2 separate regions of the Ovis aries genome follow, and region 1 is linked to region 2. The links are chromatin contacts, called in public Hi-C maps. All regions are on one chromosome and are shown on one strand. Each heading gives the region's core, a stretch centred on a gene start, on an enhancer-like site or on the middle of the called end of the contact. The rest is flanking DNA. Distances are from core to core; before and after follow the strand shown. Region 1 has its middle 110 kb from the start of LBH. Region 2 holds the start of LBH (LBH regulator of WNT signaling pathway).

The links. A called contact is a pair of places that touch in the nucleus more often than the background predicts.
Region 1: a contact with region 2 is called in a Hi-C map of blood, with 3 times the contacts expected there. The contact joins the enhancer-like site here to the promoter of LBH in region 2. A contact is called at or near these places in 2 of 16 Hi-C or Micro-C datasets (both in blood).

What each region holds. Positions count from the first base shown.
Region 1 is chr3:37,186,839-37,193,122 of ARS-UI_Ramb_v3.0, forward strand. No RefSeq gene overlaps it. Among named protein-coding and RNA genes, the nearest start is that of LBH, 110 kb to the left of the region's middle. Within about 2 kb of position 4,008, at least 7 of the 54 cell types and tissues checked have an H3K27ac peak or open chromatin away from gene starts, as enhancers often do.
Region 2 is chr3:37,079,188-37,085,331 of ARS-UI_Ramb_v3.0, forward strand. LBH (LBH regulator of WNT signaling pathway) reads left to right here and starts at 2,194. Exons shown (of 3, transcript XM_060413843.1): 1 at 2,194-2,382; 2 at 5,675-5,777. The coding sequence starts at 5,700.

The DNA of each region.
Region 1 (6,284 bases), core at 2,758-5,257, 110 kb after region 2:
CCCCTTGCTGCCCTGCTGGAGCCCATCACCATAAACACTTAGCAGCCCCCAACTCTCAGCTGCAACACCGCTGCCAGGAATTATCCCTGATAGGCCCTGGAGACTGCATGGACTCTCTAGATTCCAACTCCCTGCTCATACTCTAGCTGTCAGGGGTGAGGAGAGAGGCAGTCTCTCCCCCATGCAACTTCCATAGTTGGAAAGGCCTTGCTGCTCATTGGTTTTGTTATTTCCCTGCAAATCAAAAGGAGTGAGGGGAGGTAAACATATGGAAAACCTGCCTTACTGCAGATTCCCCTGAGAGGCAGACATCGTCTCTGTTGGATGGAGAAAGGTGGCTCATTCCTCTGCCAGGGTTTCTCAATCACATAAACACATAATTTCCACTTTAGCTAAGCAAATTTAAGTGTAGTCTGTGTCATGCGCAGCCAAAAGAATCCTGACTCTTACTTCCATCTTCCTACCCATAGTTCTCAACCAAGGACAGCCTGGCCCCTCAGGGGACCTTTGGGAATGACTGGCATTTGTTTGCCACTCAGTGAATGTTGGCTAAGGATGTTGAGCATCCTGAAAGGCGCAGCACAGTAAGACACAGTAAGAACTGTCCTTACTCAAATACCAACAGTGCGCTGTCCGGAAACACGGCACCCACATCAACCCTGACTGGCATCACTGGTCTGTCTCTTCAACTCCGTCTACCCACTGAGGTTAGCGGTGGCTTCATTATTTTCTCAAGTCAGAGCAGAACTGTGGCCGGTTCCTCACAGTTGGCATTGGGAATTTGCCATCCCTGATTACAGACTTATTCCTTTTTTTTTTTTTTTCCTGGAATAGCTAAGGAAACTGAGATAAGGAGAAGAAGCAGAGTTTATCCAAGGTCATGCAACTCAACGCAGATCCAGTTCTCTGGCCCCAGCTGAGAGCTCTTTCCACACCACCCTGCCGCCCTTGCTTGTTCTTTTCTTTGAGGCAGACTTAGATAATCCGGACTGGCTTTGAAGTGTTTCCAGGAACCTCTCTGAGAGCTTCCTGGTGATGGCTCACAAGCTGGAGGCAGGGCCCTGGGCCCCCGGGTGCCACCTGCAGATGCCGGCAGCAAGAGAGAGAGAGGGACTGTCTGCAGAAGAGGCTGAATTTTGTGGGCAGCTCTGGCAGCCAGCAAAAGGGATCAAGAGGGAGCTGGAGTCTCACTCCAGAGAGGGTGAGGGCTGAGAATGATTTGCAGAGACTTGAAGCAGTTGCTTCAACCAGATAATCACACAGGAACTAATTAGCACCTTCCTTCCCAGCACAGCCCTCTGGGGGCAGGAAAATGCTCAGTGGAGAAGAGAAATCCATTAATTACTTTATCAGGAAGCACTGATAAGCACCCGAGAAAGGTATTGCTCCAAGGCTCCCAGCTAATTAAAGAGGTCTGCAGGGTGAAGGGCTGTCTGTCTCACCCCAGAGAGTAGCTGTCACTTTGAGCCTGAGCCTGGCCCGCAGCCCCAGCCTGCTAGTGACTAAGGGCTCTGCACCCCCCACCCCCACCCCCTCACCGCCAGGGAGACTCTGCCCTTGCAGTTTTGCAACCCCCAGACTGTTTCAGGGAGTCTGCTGGCTGCAGTGCCCACCCCAGCTCACTGGAGAGTAAGGGGTCCTCAGGGAGGCGGTCTGGGTTATTTCCCAAGACGTCACACAAAGAATGCCACGAGGGTTTGAGGTGGTGCATGCCTCCTCTCACTGGCGTTATCATCATTCCATTTTGTGGAGGAGGAAAATGAGGCTCAGAACACGTAAAATGTCTAGTCAGGGACCGCTTGGGTAGGAAGATGCCAAAGCCCAACTTGAACTCAGATCTCTAGCACAAAGTCTCATGTTATTTCCCTCATGCTCTGATATCACTCTGTAGGGTCCAGAGAGAATGCTTGCAGCCAGGCAGCCCTGGGCTCCAGTCCTAGGCTCCTTCCTTCTTTGGTGCTTAGGGCCAATTCCTTCATTTCTTTGAGCCTTGGTATCCTCGCCAGTGAAATGGGATTAACAACACCTACTGAAATGGTTATGAGGAAAAGCATATGTCACAAGATGACACAGAGATCACCTAGAACAAAGGCTGGTGGTGCATTATTTAATGCACCACGGTCTTCCCGGGTGGCTCAGATGGTAAAGTATCTGCCTGCAATGCGGGAGATGTGGGTTCAATTCCTGGGTCATGAAGATCCCCTAGAGGAGGACATGGCAACCTATTCCAGTATTCTTGCCCAGAGAATCCCATGGACAGAGGAGCCTGGTGGGCTATAGTCCATGGGATCGCAAAGAATCAGACATGACTGAGTAACTAACACTTTCACTTAATGCACCAGTTTTCAACATGATTTTTAACTGCAAAAGTTTCTGTTCAAATGCAATCTTACAGAGATGCCCAGTGTACAAATAGCTAAAAGTAGAACTTCTCTGGAAGGAGGGTGATGCATGGCTCAACCCTACTCCCCACTGCATTCTTCTCTGCACCGGGAATCCCTCAGAGCACAGCTGGACAACCTGGATCTGAGATGAGCAGGACACTCTGAGGTCTCAAGGGTCTCTGCATGAACACATTTTTTATCGTGTCCTTTTAGCTCACAGAGGACAATAATAGCCAGCCATCCTCAGCCCATATGTTGAAGCTCTTCTCCCAGAAATGGGTAATGGATTTACACAAACCCCTTCTGCCTTGTTCCCAGATGGTTACCTGGCCAGGGAAGAGGGAGGAAACGTTATCTGCATAAATGAGACCAAACCTGTGACCTTGGCAGCAATTGCTTAGCCCCCAGGCTAGGCAGCCATGCATCCTCTAAGGTGATAGATGTCTACATTTTGGGTAGACACATTTCTTTCTGGCCTTCTCAGGAAGCAAATCATCACAATAATAATAGCATATTGCACTAGACAATGATAGAATGGCCTAGAGAGGGTGGGATGCCTTTCCTAGGGACATATTCCAAGACAAGAGCTGGGTTGGGAATGGCTGAGGCCTGGATCCCAGATGGTAAAATGTTAGGAAAACACACCCTGATTTCTCAGAAGACGTGTGGAGTAGAGACCATCACCCTTGCAAAACCCAATTGTGGAAATTTCCTGGATCCAGAGTTAAACATTCATTTCTGTTATTTACCAAAGGTGGCCCAGAATCAGTAGCTGTATTGACCTTCTTGGAGGTGGGGATGGAGGGAATGGGATGGGAAAGGAACATGTGTAATGGATTCTTCCTGCTGGGGATTCAGTTGTGATTATTGTTATTATCACAGCTGGCCATTATAACCCATGGATATTTGAACATCTTCCTCTGCCATCTTGGTTGCTCAAAATTCAACTAATATCAATGGAATGTCCACATGTTGACTAGGTGTCTGGTACTTGCTGGGCACATCTTAAGTATTACTTCATTTAATCCTCAAAACTTTCCAGCAATTCAGGGACTCTTTTTACAATTTATGGACATGAAAGTGAGGCTCAGAGAGGCATGGCGCCATAGCCTTGGCCTCACAGCTATTGGGTGCCCAGGTCTGTTGAGGTTAAATCCAGTGTTCTTTCAAGCCTTCTCCATCAAAGTTTTCCAGAAAAATCCCACCTGTGTTCTGCTATTCTAGATACTGTCCAGAAAAACAGCCTAGAGGAGCAGAACTGGAGAATGGGCAGACCTGAGTCCTAGTTGGCTCTAATTTTAACCAGCCACCCCCTTTCTCTAGGTCTCCGTGTTCTCATCTGTGAAGCAGAGGGAGTGGTTCTCTAAGCCACTTCCTGCTCTGCTCGCTCCACCCCATGGCTGCCCGTGCATATCTGAGGCCGCTGTGCTTGCTTCTGCATCTCAGGCCGATGTGTTTAATGTGTCCATGGGCTCCCACGGAGGGATGCCAGGCCTGCTTCCTCCATCCCCTTGAGCGGTTGCTACTCGCCTGAATTCCCAGCTCAGCAGAGACCAGTCAAGCTGCATTCTGGGGAAGTTAGGAAGGAGTCACCTGGAAGGTGGCACGGCCCCCTGGTGGCTGTGAAGGAGGCAACCACAGGTGCCTCCGCGGAGGGCTTGCTCCAGCAGCCATCTGCAGTGGGTGCTCCCACACCAGGAGCCCAGGGGATGTTTTCATGAAGTCAACACACCTGTCCCTGAGAGCATCAATGCCCCCACCCTGTTCTCAGCAGTAGAAGAGTCGCTGGACTGAGGCACAGACAAGGGCAGTGGTGAGGCAGAAGGGAACCACTTTGAAAGGTCAAGTCAGTTCCAGGAGTTTATTAGTAAAAGCAGGCACTTGGAGCTGTCAGGGGCACAATACAAGCAAAACAGCCATGGTCCCTGCCCTCGTGGAGCTTCGTGTGATAAGGGGAGGAAACAGACAATAAACAGGTAACTAACTAACTAGCTAAATATGTGATACCAAGTTGAGGAAAGTGCTAGAAGTCAGAAGCAGAGTGAATGGTGGATAGCGGGATGGGAGTGACTGTGGGAACTGAGGGGCAAGCTTCTACTGAAGCAAAGTTGTCAAGGAAGCTCTATTTGAATTCAAAGTCAAGGAGCCAGCTGGACCAAATGTTGGGGGAAAGCCTGAGGCAAAGTCAAAAGCCCAACACAGGGGTCAGCAGACTTTTCTCTGTCAAAGCCAGATAGTAAACACAGGAGGTGTCATAGTCCCCAATGGTCTGTATTGCTATTGTTCTAATAAAACTTGACAAAATAGAAGCAGTCTTTATGGTGTCAGCTGGTGCCCTAAAACAAGAAAGCACTGGGTCTGTGTCAGGAAAGAAGGAGGCTGGTGTTAGCCAGCCTCAGCTCATTGTTAGGGAACGAGGAGGACAGGGTCTCAAGAGAAAGAAGAGAGAGAGAGGAGGAAGAGTGTGGAGAACTTTGTCCATCAAGATAAAGAGTTTGACTTTGTTTCTAAAGGCACTGGAATGCCAAGGTAAGTTTTCAAAGCAGCAAAGAAACATGATTTGGTTTTTATACTTTTAAAGAGATTACTCTGGCTGCTGTGTGGAAAAAGAATTGGAAAGAGGAAAGAAGGGACACAGGAAGACCCTTAACCTTGTACAGTAGTTGAGGGAAAGACACTGGAGGCCTGGCCCTTTGGGTGGGATCAGGAACAAAGGCAGGGACATGGGCTGTGACTTCGAGTCATGTCTCACAGGGGTCAATGTTAAGACCTCACTCTAGTTGACTGTTTTTTCCAAACGATAGGGAATACACAGAAATAGTCTATAAGCTACAGTCAAAGCTATGGTCTTTCCAGTAGTCATGTACAGATGTGAGAGTTGGACCATAAAGAAAGCTGAACACTGAAGGATTGATGCTTTCAAACTGTGGTGCTGGAGAAGACTCTTGAGAGTCCCTTGACAGCAAGGAAATTGAAACAGTCAATCTTAAAGGAAATCAACCTTGAATATTCACTGGAAGGACGGATGCTGAAGCTCCAATACTTTGGCCACCTGATACAAAGAGCCAACTCATTGTAAAAGACCGTGATGCTGGGAAACATTGAGGGCAGTAGGAGAAGGGGGCAACAGAAGATAAGATGGTTGGGTGGCATCATCAACTCAGTGGACGTGAGTCTGAGCAAACTTCAGGATATAGTGAAGGACAGGGGAGCCTAGCGTGCTGCAGTCCATGGAGTCGCAGAGAGTCGGACACGACTAGTGACTGAAGAATAACAACAGCATAGTATCATCTCCCAAACTGAGGAAGTCAATAGCTCCTTTGGACAATGAACTGCCAAACTGATCAAAGAAAATTGCGGGGAAAACTTTCACAAAGCTATGGAGGAAAAACCAAACATCAGATGAAATGTAGAGGCACTCACAGTTCCGGTGGACGAAAAGAGAGCAACAGAAATTACAGGCTGAGGAGCTCCAAGCCATCGCCACCACCCAGGAAAAGCATCCAGGAGTCGTCACATGCCATCACTGCAGAACTGGTCCCCAAGCCAGTGAGGCCCATTCAGAGTATGATTAAGCAAACGCAAGCAACATTTGACCCTGGCCACCAAAAAGAAGCCAGACTGAGGACAAGACAAGCCAGAAGGATGGAGGCTCCCCCATATCTCTGATTCCATGTGATCACCGATTGTAAGACATACCATAAGTAACAGATTTGGGGCAGAAACCCCTACCCCATCAAATATACACCCTGATAATAATGAGACATATCCTAATTTCATCCACATTCCATAGTGAAAAATGTGTCCCTGAGAAGCCATGTTATTTAACTGAGAGCCTACTTTGCAGCAGAAATCTTATAACCTCACTTTATTCTAATAACAATCCTCTGTAGAAAACCA
Region 2 (6,144 bases), core at 944-3,443:
CTTTAAAGTTTCGGGCCTCTACGCAACTTCGTGCATTTGTGTTCCTGTTTCTTCATTTATTCAAAGGCGATAGAAACCTATCACATGGGATATTGGGAAGAAATGGTCAGCCTGCAGGTTAAAATAACCTATGTCTCTACCCACAGCAGTGTAGCTGAGTGGCTGTGTAATCCTTGGAAAACCCCTTCATTTGTTTCAGATTCAGTTGGAATATTTGTAAAGTTGTGCTGTGGTAATCTTTCTATTGATATGTTCTCTTGAGAGTTGAGATCATGGAAATGCTTTGAAAACCTGCAAGGTACTATATAGAGTATTCTAATTGAGAAACAGTATAGCTGTTATGGGCTTCCCAGTTAGCGCTAGTGGTAAAGAACTCAACTGCCAATGCAGGAGACAGAGATGCTGGTTTGATCCCTGGGTCAGAAAGATGCCCCGCAGGAGGACATGGCAACCCACTGCAGTATTCTTGCCTGGAGAATCCTATGGACAGAGAAGCCTGACGGGCTACAGTCTATAAAGTTGCAAAGAGTCAGATACTGACTGAAGCGACTTAGCATGCACATGCATGCACGCATGGCTGTCATACTTGTATCAGAGTTTAGCCCCCTGCTTCCCATATTTTCAAATGAAGGAATATGTCACAAGGATCCAGAGGAGAAACGGAAAGTATAGATTTGAGGTCCCAACCCAAAGACTACTTTCAACTCCATCCTAAGAAATGGATGAAATTTAGCTAAAACTGGTATTAATACAAAGTTTCCCCAAGAGGAGCATAAGATAATTACCTCAATGTTCTCCAATGCAGGAAAATTTTCCAGAGACCAGATAGGCCAGATATCTGCTGGTGGGGGCCTTACTTCCCATCCTTTTCTCCAAATGAAGCCATTTTGACACTAAGGAGTGTATAAGTGTGTGTGTGGGTGGGGGGGGGGTAGCTTTCTGAGTTTTGAGAGTTTCATAAAGCAATAATGACAAAGATTCAACACAGGGCTGTTGGTTGTGTAAGTGGTAAGACAGCCCTTCATGCCAGGCTTTGCCACGGATTGTTACTGAGGAGAGATGGCAGAGAGCACCCAGGCCCTGGCTCAGGAACTCTTGTTTAGGTGCCCAGAAAGTCCAGGCTGGAAACCAGGTCTCCAATCACCGGCTTCTACTTGGGCAGAGTAGATGACATGTCACCCTCACAGGCATCCTTTGAGAAGCTTCCCTACCTTGCAGACAAGGCGCAAACAGCGCCCCCTGTCGGCAGAAAGCGCACACTTGGAATCTGACCCCCACCCACCCCCATGACACCTGCCCAGAGAAGCATCATCACCCTCAGCAGGATACTACCGTCAAAGGAGCAGAATGAAGGTGGTACTTGGCAGCTGAAATCAATTTCTGATAGATCTTGTGGGGTAGGCGTGGAGGACAAGTTGGTGAGAAGCTCCTGAATTTCTCTGGTTGGGAAGAGCAACTAGGGATCTGGCCTGGAGGCACATTTTCACAGGAAGTCCTTTGTTTTTATTCAGATTATATATATGAATGACTAAAAAGAGCAAAATTGGTTTTCATGTAGTTATTCTTGTACATTCTTATAGATTATTTTTATTTGGGTTGGTTTGAGAGAGTTGATCAAATTATGAGGGCCCCCTCATGACACTGCCACTGTCAAAACCTCACCGTTAATCCTATCCTCCTTTACCCGAGATAAACCTGATGTTTCTACTTTTAAGTACAAACATATGGACCCAATACATTCACTATCTTGCAAAGAGCTGAGTTCAACATACACTTCATTTTACCTAGTTTGGGATACCTTCCTTCCCCACCTCCCCCTACCGCCCCACAGACATCCTCTGTACACTTGTCAGGGTTATGAAGCTATTTCACAGGAGTCTTTGAGGCAGAGGTGTGAAGCAACGCACTCCAGCCACAGAGGGGCAGACTCCACCCCTGCTATGGGGGCTGCTCTGCAGCCTGAGAGCCCTAGAGCCTCCCGGCGGCGGCACCGCAATTCCTGGGCAGGGTGGGAGGGTTCGGCTGAAGCTCTTTTGTTTCTTCTCCTTGGAGCAGATCTGCGAGCCCAGGCTGGTGGGTGGTGTGTTCTTGTGCGGCGCGTTCCGCAGCACCCCCGGTCCCCCGCCCGCCGGCCGAGTGTGTATGTGTCCAATGGAAAAAAACCCTACGACGACACCACATCTTTTCTCACCCAGATCAAACCCTCCACGGCTCCCAGCGCTGCAGACCAGCCCCTTGCAAGCTAACGTGACCCGCCGCGGTCGCCCCAGCTCCGCGCACCCTCCCACCTTCCCACCGCCTCTTTTGGAGTTGTGCTCTCATTTCCACGCAGCTTCCCGGGGGACAAAAGAGACGCGCCTCGCCTCGGGCGCAGCGATCCAGGTGCTGCGGGAGAGGATGCCAGGGAAAGGCCTAATCTGGGGGAGCGGGGGTGAACCCCAGGTGTGGGCTGGGGACGGCGCGTGGGTGCAAAAGAGGGCGCTGGTTGAGGGATGGCGCCCTCCCCCAGGGCAGGGCGGCCGCGGAGCGGTAGTGTCCAGAGCGGGCCCCGGCGCCCTCCTCACGCCACAGTCCTCAGCCCAGAAGACCCTGGGGTGTGTGCAGCGAGAGGGGCGCGGACGCCTGCGGGATTGTTAAGCGGGTAGCGGCGTTGACATTGAACTCAGGTCCTAGTGCGTGCGTGCGGGTGTGCGCGTGCCCATGTCCACGCGCGTGTTTGCGTGTGTGAGTGGTGGGGTGGGGGCCGGGCTAGAAAGCTGCAGCAAACCACGGCCCTTGCGGAGCGGAGCCGAGCGCGCCCCCCAGCCGCCGCCAGCCGGAGCTGCGAGCGCTGAAGCCATTCATGATTTTGGTGACGTTATTCCAGGAGTGGGAGAGGGAGGGCGTGGCCTCCTGGAGCCGAGCCCCGCCCCCGCCCCTATAAATACCGCTTCCCGGGCTCTTTGTGGGGCCGCGAGCTCGTCTGCGCTGCCGACATCGCTGGTAGTGGGGCTGTCTCCCGGAGGCGGACCAGCGAACGCCCAGTGCCGGCGCCCGGCAGCCTGGCGCCCCTCTCTGCGCCCCTGACATCCTTACCCAGGACGCAGTGACTGTGTTTAAATCACAAGGGCGTGGGTCAGGCTACCCTAGGACTTCATGTCTGTTTATTTCCCCATTCACTGGTGAGTATCTTCTGCACTCTCTGCGGGCATCCGTCTCGCGGCCGTGGCTGCTGGGCCCCGGGGCGTCTGCTCGTACCGGCTGGGTTGGGAGGGCAGCGGGCGGCATGCGGGCACCGGGCACTAACCAGCCGCCCAAGCCCGTGCAGGAGTCAACGTCAAGGTTGCCTAGGTGGGGGTGGTGGTGCTGCTGCTGAGAGCATCCAGACAAAGGAAGTGAACTCGCAGCCTTCACTTAAGTGACGGCTGGGAGGGTGTGTGTACGGTCGCGGTGGGGTGGAAGAAGAACCAGAGGCCAGGGCTGAACCCGACTAATAAAACCCCCTCTCTGCGGAGGGCTGCGCCCGGCCTGGCGCAGGGGGCTCCAGCTCTTCCCGGCCCCTCCCCTTCTCCTTTTTGTTTGCATGCAAGTCTTGGCGTCGAGGCCCGCGGCCGCCAGGCTGAGCTGGTGCAGCGGCCGTGTTTGCAGAGCTCCGAGGGGTGGGGAAAACGCCCTCTCCACGCAGAACTCGACTGAAGCCACAAGCAGCCGCACAATCACTTGCTACATCTCTCGATCCCTTTCCTCTCCACAGCTCCTTAACCCGACGCGCCTTTCTGGGGGCCGAGGCTGGGGAGGAGCCGCCCTCCCCGCTCCCCCGGGCTCGCCTGGATGAGCCCGGGCCGGGCAGCGGAAGGCGCAGGTTTGCACCAAACCTGAGATCGGGGCTGGGAGGGATGCGTCCTAGGCGCCCGGCGGGTTGAAGAGCTAGCCCCTGGCCGCTGGGACTTGCGTGCCGGCTGCTGCTTCCTTCCTGCGCTGAGAAGAGGAAGAGCGGTCAGGGGGCGAGCGCTGGCGGCCCCGAGCGCTCTCTCAGGTGCGGGCGCAGAGAGCCCGGCCCCGCAGGCTCCAGCTCCGCGCAGTCCTGCTCAGCTCAGAAACCGGAAAGTTCACGCTTCTTGCTTCAACTTTTCGGCCCGGCGCCGAGAGAGGAGTGAACGCTGGGACATCAGGCTGAGAGCCCGGCGAGAGTCGGGTGGGCACTAGCCTTACCCGAACCTAGGAGGAAACTGACTTTGGAGTCCTAGTCCCTGACCTCAGACTTGCCCGGAAGCCTAGCATCCTCTCTTAGTCTCCCCTCCCTCAACCCAGCCTGCTTGTTTAGAAAAGAGACTGCATTCTCAAAAGAGAGTGAAAATCCCCTCACCCCTGAGGCTTGCTGTGCCCTCCTGCGGAGGACCCCTTCCGTCCTACATCCAGGTACCATATGGGTGAGACTCGAAAGGCCGTTGGAGGCTGTGTTCCCCTGACCACTCAAAACTCACCGAGTTGTGTGTCAAGGCCCATCAGGGTTATTGTCCCCTGAGAGATGAAGGTTGGGCCTCACTTTACAGTTGATTAGCATTTCATGGTTGTAGTGCCCCACCCCCACCCTGTGGAGCCCTGTGAGCATAACTGTGAAACTGTGAGCTCTGCATTAGTGTCATGGTAACTAACAGGGCACCTGTGGCTCAGAGAGGGTGTATGACTTGTTCAGAATCACACCGCACTTGAGTGGCTTACCTTGGACCAGAATCTATTGCTTTTGTTTCCAAATCCAGTGCCATTTCTACGCTATGTAGAAACTGTAAAGTGAAAACGAGTTTGGTACCCCTGTTTCCTTAGCTGTGGTCTTTCTAAAGCCTACCCTACTTTTTATTTTTAACCATGTATAAAGGCATGATGGTGAAAATGTTGAGTGTTGTGTAGCGAGTACGTTGGCATTACACATTCGGGACCCTGTACGTGCCCATGGCTTGTGTGAGGATAATGGAACGCTTGTATCCTGCTTACAGAGTACAAAGCACTTTCACATGTCAGCCATTGGTGGGCCAACTTGGCCCCTCTGGAAATTTCCTTTGCAATCAGAGTCCGGGCATCCTTAAGGCTTTTAATCCAGGGGATGTTTTTCAAGCTGTGAGCTTTCAGCTGCTGTGGCAAGGGCTAGAGAAAGGGCTTGGATGGCAGATGTGAAGCTTGGGGAAAGCTGACCCCTTGGGGCTTTATGTGGGACATTTTGCAAAAAGGAACACTAGAGAGACATAGAAATTTAGGAAGGCAGCAGTACTGGACTTGGTTTCCCTGAGGTTGGCCTATTATCATTATGTAATAGCAATATTCGTTTTCAATAGAGATGGGTTGAATTGGTTTTAATGTAGACAGACGGCCTCCGCTACTTACTGTTTTGGGGTTTTTTCTAGTTCTGTCACTTAAAAGAAAATTCAGAGTCATTTTGTGCCAGTGGGGACTAGTACAGGAGAGGAGGAAAGAGGAGGTTTGCCAGAGTGGTTTTCAGACAATGGGCTTTTTTGAAAGCCCTGATGCTCTGGGCTTGTAAGGCGCTTCCTCAGGGTATGAGCTTGTTTTTCTGTGAGATCTGTTTTGAACACCTCTCATCCTCCTTCCAGACAGTTTCCTGATTTAACAGCAGAAGGCACGAGAGGAGGAATGTGAAAGTGTGTATGTTTGTTGACTTTTGTTCTGGGTTTCTTGGCAGCCCTGACTATCTGAGATCAGCCGAGATGACTGAAGTGATGATGAACACCCCATCCATGGAAGAAATTGGCCTCAACCCCCGAAAAGATGGCCTTTCCTACCAGGTGAGTTCAGTACAGCTTCCCTTCTGGCTTCTTAGAGCCTAGTGGCTTTTGCTGGGGCTGGTGGTAGACTTGGTTCTGTATCCCACTGCTGTTTGTAAGATCTATGTGCCCTTGAGAAAGTTCCCGAATGCCAATAAGCCTCAATTTCTTCATCTGTAAAATGGGACAACAGTCGTTCTTACCTCATAGAATTGTGAAGATTCAACATGATGAAATAACATGGGTAAGGCAGTCACAGTACCTGGGACACAGTAAGTGTTCAGAAAGCGTGAGCCAGTTCTTAATTAGTCATCCTGGCTGCTGCGAACTCTTCCCTTTATGGTGGCAAAGGGGGAGGTGATTTGTGCAGTCAGTTCAGACCAGAACT